Regions from separate parts of the Hordeum vulgare genome. Here region 1 is linked to region 2. Evidence: chromatin contacts called from public Hi-C data. All regions are on one chromosome and are shown on one strand. Each heading gives the region's core, a stretch centred on a gene start, on an enhancer-like site or on the middle of the called end of the contact. The rest is flanking DNA. Distances are from core to core; before and after follow the strand shown. Region 1 holds the start of LOC123451895 (kinesin-like protein KIN-14Q). Region 2 holds the start of LOC123395443 (pollen-specific leucine-rich repeat extensin-like protein 1).

The links. A called contact is a pair of places that touch in the nucleus more often than the background predicts.
Region 1: a Hi-C map of seedling shows a contact between it and region 2, with 4 times the contacts expected there. The contact joins the promoter of LOC123451895 here to the promoter of LOC123395443 in region 2. A contact is called at or near these places in 1 of 6 Hi-C or Micro-C datasets (seedling) and 1 of 1 datasets of contacts at active chromatin or transcription factors (embryo).

Annotation. Positions count from the first base shown.
Region 1 is chr5H:116,120,297-116,123,113 of MorexV3_pseudomolecules_assembly, reverse strand. LOC123451895 (kinesin-like protein KIN-14Q) reads right to left here and starts at 1,393. Exons shown (of 18, transcript XM_045128444.1): 1 at 1,036-1,393; 2 at 175-341; 3 at 1-93. The coding sequence starts at 1,162.
Region 2 is chr5H:115,908,262-115,911,041 of MorexV3_pseudomolecules_assembly, reverse strand. LOC123395443 (pollen-specific leucine-rich repeat extensin-like protein 1) reads left to right here and starts at 1,292. Exons shown (of 2, transcript XM_045090448.1): 1 at 1,292-2,780. The coding sequence starts at 1,378.

The sequences.
Region 1 (2,817 bases), core at 144-2,643, 210 kb before region 2:
GACAAGGAAGTTGCGCAAATTCTCAAAGTACTGATATGCGCACAAAGCTGAGCCATCAGCAGGTATAACAGTATCTGTGCGGGCTTCCACGACCTAAAATGTACGGGTATAACATCACCGTGTATTAGCAAGCATGGCAACTAAATAAACTAGAAGTACTGAGAGTGCAACTACCTTAGGTATGGCGCAGGGCTGAACCTTGTTCAGTGCATTGCAAAGGACAATTCCATTTCTCAGCCCAAGCCGGAATTCCTCCTCAGAGGGCTCTTCTGGCAGGTCCCTTGCACACACAATCCCGACTGTTCTTCGCAACCAACTGGCTGCATTATACCGTCTATTTGCTGCATTTTCAACCCCAGTAAATCATAAATTCACATTGTGCTGCTATATTGTAGCAATCATGCATATCAACTGTCGTAAGAACCATCACCATCATACACTATCTATTTTATTTAAAACACAAGCCCGTATGCTCAGTGTTAGGTTGGCACAAAATTATGAAACAACTGCTTCATGAACCAGCACAGGCAGCAGTATGATTTGCAAAGCGAATGATACAGTTGGCCCAGTATCACCATTAGCCGCCACCGCAGCAGTGTAATTTGCTAATGAACAACACAATTGGCAGTTTGGCACAGTATAATGTGCAGAGCGAACGATACTAAATGGTACAGTATTATCATTAGCTAGGACCAGTTTTAAACCAACCAACTCCAAGGCACAGAAAACACAACTATGAGCTCAACGCAAGCTAAAATTCAAACAAGCGCGACAAGGGAAACGTTTAAACTAGCGCCATCCACTGACTTGGGACCCAGATCACACCATGAAATTTGAATTCAACCGCATCTGCGAACATCTCGCCTAAATCAAGGGGCAAAGCGCCGAGATCAAGCCACCGTGACATCGGGATGGGAGTTTCCCCACCCCGGCGCTCATTTCTCCACCCCCAGTCAGCCAGCGAACCAAGAAGATCAAATCACTAAATTCTCGCCCCGCATTCAGCGCGATCCGCGCGTGTGCCCGCGGACTCACCTGCCTCCTGGGCCCGCCGGGTGGCCACGTCGATGTCCTTCACCGTCCCGTGATTCCGCAGCGCGCCCTCCGCCGCCGCCGGGGCCAGCTCCCTCCCAGTCGCCGTCGCCGTCGCCGTCGCCACCATCGTCCCTGGTCCAAGAAGGCCCGAACCAGCACCGATCCCGACGAGCCGACCGACTGCCGTGTGTCCGCTGGGAGAGGAGAGAAGAGAAGATGGAGCGGGGGAGAGGGAGGCAGGGTTGGGGTTGGGGGTGAACTCTCCTCGTCTGCAGTGGTGGGGTGGGGTGGGGTAGTGAGAGACCTGAGGCCCGAGGGGTTCTTCCTTGTGTTTTCGAATGGTGGTGGCGCTCGTGAGGGGAAGAGAGCGGTTGGGTGTTGTTGGTGACGTGGGGTGGGGGGCTTTCGAGGGGGTTAAATAAATGTTGATACTCTTGTTTTGCAATTTTTTAACCGAGAAGACGATACGTATCACCGTGCTGCTCCGCACCGTTGGATTTTGCGTACATGACGCCGATAGTGATTATGCATGTACAGTAGTACTTTTTAAAGTCATGACAAGTTGCACAGCGTATCAAAATGAAAAACGTTTGAAATCGGCAGTCCGGTTGAGCTTTTCACCGGCTAGCACGCCACGCTGACGTAAGCATCCATGAAACAATCGTCCCGTACGACCCAAGTATACATGGATGGGCCTGCATGTGAAACTATTCGAGGCGTCATGATGATGGAACTCACCATCTCTATGGTCAGCAAGGAGCGCAGAAAAGCTGCAACTCATCGTTGATGGTGCTGGAACCATATGCAGAAAAGTTGCAACCCCACGTCAATGACGGTGAAGGAAAAGTAAAATAAGTGAGTCAACCGACGACAGAAACTTTTCTGGAAACAACCAAGTTTTTTGTTGCAACCATCGCCATTTTTTGCTATTATCAACGCCAGATTTGCTACATCCATCGTGCGGAGCTACGACCTACTACCGCGGTGCCTTTTTTGTTGCAACCTTTGTTGTAATTTGCTACTAACGTCGATGGACTTTGCTACATCCATCATGACGGAGCTACAACCGGTAATGGCGGAGAGATGAATTTTGCTGCAACCGTTGATGGATTTTGCTACTACCGGCGTACACTTTTGCTACAATCACCGACGCAAAATGCTACAACCATACGACCATGTTGCGACCACCGAGGCGTTTTGCTAGAGCCAGCGAGGTCAATTTTGCTACAATCGACGACGCAACAAGTTGCAACCGGCATCAAGAAAAGCTGCAACGTGCTTCTGTAAAAGCTTCAAACGAAGAACGGCTAGCTAACAATGGCGAGCGATGGCGACGGAGCTGCATGGCGGTGTTGCGATGGGCGCGTGGCGAGTACACCTTCACCCGACTGTGCTGCAACCAGGGGGAAGGAGACATGCCTCGCCGGACGGAGCTAGGGACGTCTTTTCTTTTTGACCGGCCCGACGGAGCTGGGTGACAAGCGTCCCCAACGAGCTACGACAGCGAGTGGCCTCGGCGAGCTGCGACGCAGCAGCAAAGGGCAAGCATGAAGAGACTGGCCGTGAAGATCCTTTTTTTGTTTGCTCGTGCACGGAAGGAAGAAAATGACTTGGTCGCCACAATCTTGCCCGTTTGCGTTTGCAGTTCCAAAGCTCGGCAACAGACCGGCCCAAATTTGGGTCGTTGCGCCGGTGCATAGTATTGGCCATCCAAAATTCAACCAAAGATGAAAAAGGAGGCAACACTATAAGGCCTCATTTGTTAGAAGGGGGTTGGGAGGG
Region 2 (2,780 bases), core at 43-2,542:
TTTGTATCCAAATTTCATTCATGCAATAAACTCGTATGTTTTGTGTTAAAAAAGGATCGCGATAACGTCCACAACGTATGGGCGTTAAGGGGTCTTGCCACACATCTTGTGTGGTATATGAGAAAATCAGCCCACACGCCTACGTGTGGGCCAAACAGATAATGCCTGCAAGTCCGGCCTCGTGTCTCGCGGTCCCGCTCAGACGCCTGCGTGTGGGCAAAACAAGTAACGCCCACACGCCCGCACGTCCGGTCTCCTACCCCACGGCCCCGCACGCCCGCGTGACATTCAGCACGCGCCCTCACCTCTGAACCTGTCCGGCCCCTCTTTCACTTTGTTTAACTGTAGTTGCCATGATTGCTGAACTATAGTTGTTATGTCTGGACAACTACAGTTGCCATCGTTGTTCAGCTGCAGTCGTCATGTCTGAACAACCTGCAGTTGTCATCTCAGGACAAGTGCAGTTGTCATTTATGGACAACTGCAGCTTTTGTCATGTATGACCTGGTCTATTACAGTTGCCATGATTTGAAAAATTTAGAAGTTGCCACCTACTAACACTAGGCAGTTGCCATATAAAACTTGAAAGACAGGGCAAAAATAATATCTTGGAGTTGTCATATGCTTCTAAACACACTAGAAAGTTGCCACATAAACACTACAAAAAAGACATGGTAAAAATAACATATTCGGATAAGAGAGAGAGAATTATCATCTTCCTACAAACACAGTGGGCAGCTGCCATGTACCACTACAAAAAAGATGGCAACTGACAGTTTAGGGTGTGGAAGAGGAGACGGATGGCGATCGTGCGGGCATGTGAGCATGAAACAGACGTATGGACGAACCGATAAACACCAACACAACAACTCATCTGCGTATATGAAACACGCGTGCGGGCGAACTGATAAACGCCCACACACCAACCACCCTACGAACAAATGTGTTGACGATCGGATGAAATGTCTATGCACGAATCCAATCCCGTGTTACATAGAAAATATGGTAAAACTTACGAGGATTCGTGTAATCACAAACGAATGACAGTTCATGCGTGTACGCTGCAGCACTTGTGGACGTTATGTTTTTTGTAAAAGAGAACTGAGCATGCATGAAGACCTTGGCTAGAACGTGGGGCACATGCAATGCTAAAAAAGAACTACCCCTCCTCATTTCCGTCAAACAAAAAGCCTCCAGCCACCAGAACTCAACGCCCCCGCCTCCGGGACACACGCGCCACCGCATAGCCATGACCGCCGCTCCCTCGCCGCCGGCATCTATATCTCTTCCTCTCCCCGCCGCTCCCTTCCTTTCCCTCCATATAGGCACCATCGCAGGGGGGTGGCCCGCACTACCCCTCCCGTTCTTCTCCCCGCGATGGAGGCCCGCATGAGCCTCGCCCTTCTCGCCTTCGCCGTCTTGGTGGCGGCGGCGTCCGCCGCAGTCTCCGCGCTGTCGGATTCGGAGGCGTCCTACATCGCGCAGCGCCAGCTTCTGAGCCTCGAGAAGGGCGACGGCGAACTGCCGGACGACTTTGCGTTCGACATCCGCGTCGATGTCACCTTCGCCAATGAGCGCCTCCGCGGCGCCTACCGCGCACTCCAGGCGTGGCGCGCCGCCATGTACTCCGACCCCAAGAACTTTACTGGCGGGTGGGTCGGCGCTGACGTGTGCAGCTACTTCGGCGTCACCTGCGCGCAAGCGCTCAACGACCCCAACGTCACTGTGGTCGCCGGGGTGGACCTCAACGGCGGCGACATCGCCGGGTACCTCCCCGCCGCGCTCGGCAATCTCACGGACATCGCCTTCTTCCACATTAACTCCAACCGCTTCTGCGGCATCATTCCTGAGACCTTCTCCCGCCTGATGCTCCTTCATGAGCTCGACGTCAGCAACAACCGCTTCGTCGGCGGCTTCCCCAAGGTGGTGCTGCAGATCCCGGTGCTCAAGTACCTCGACATCCGGTTCAACAACTTCGAGGGCGAGCTTCCGCCGGAGCTTTTCGAGAAGAGCTTCGACGCCATCATCGTCAACAGCAACCGTTTCGTCGGTTTCATCCCCGAGAACATCGGCAACTCGACGGCGTCGGTCGTGGTGCTCGCCAATAACAAGTTCGTCGGCTGCATCCCGCGCAGCGTTGGCCGCATGGCGGACACGCTCGACGAGCTCATGCTCCTCAACAACGGTCTCGACGGCTGCATCCCGCCGGAGCTCGGCGAACTCATCAACACCACGGTGGTGGACGTCAGCGGCAACGCGTTCGTTGGCACGCTGCCTGAGGAGCTCGCCAACATGAGCAAACTGGAGCAGCTCGACGTGTCGAGGAACATGCTTGCCGGCGCCGTGGCGGAGCCAGTCTGCAAGCTCCCGGCGCTCGCAAACTTCAGCTTCGCCAGCAACTTCTTCAGCATGGAGGCAGCGGCGTGCGTCCCGGCGGTGGACGGCGAGGTGACGCTCGACGACCAGGGTAACTGCGTCGCAGGGCGGCCCGGACAGAAGACGCCCCTCGAATGTGGCCCTGTGCTCGCGCGCCCCGTTGATTGCCGAACCAATATTTGCTCCGCGCGCCCGTCACCGCCCAAGCCGGTGCTCAAGCCGCCCCCGAAACCGTTGAATGGCCCGCAGATGCCGGCTCCCCCGCGGAAGCCGTTGCCCAAGCCAGAACCTATGAGCTCGCCGCCACAACCGGCGCCGGTGAGCTCGCCACCGCCACCAGTGAAATCACCTCCACCACCAGCTCCAGTGAATTCACCACCGCCACCAGTCAAGTCTCCACCGCC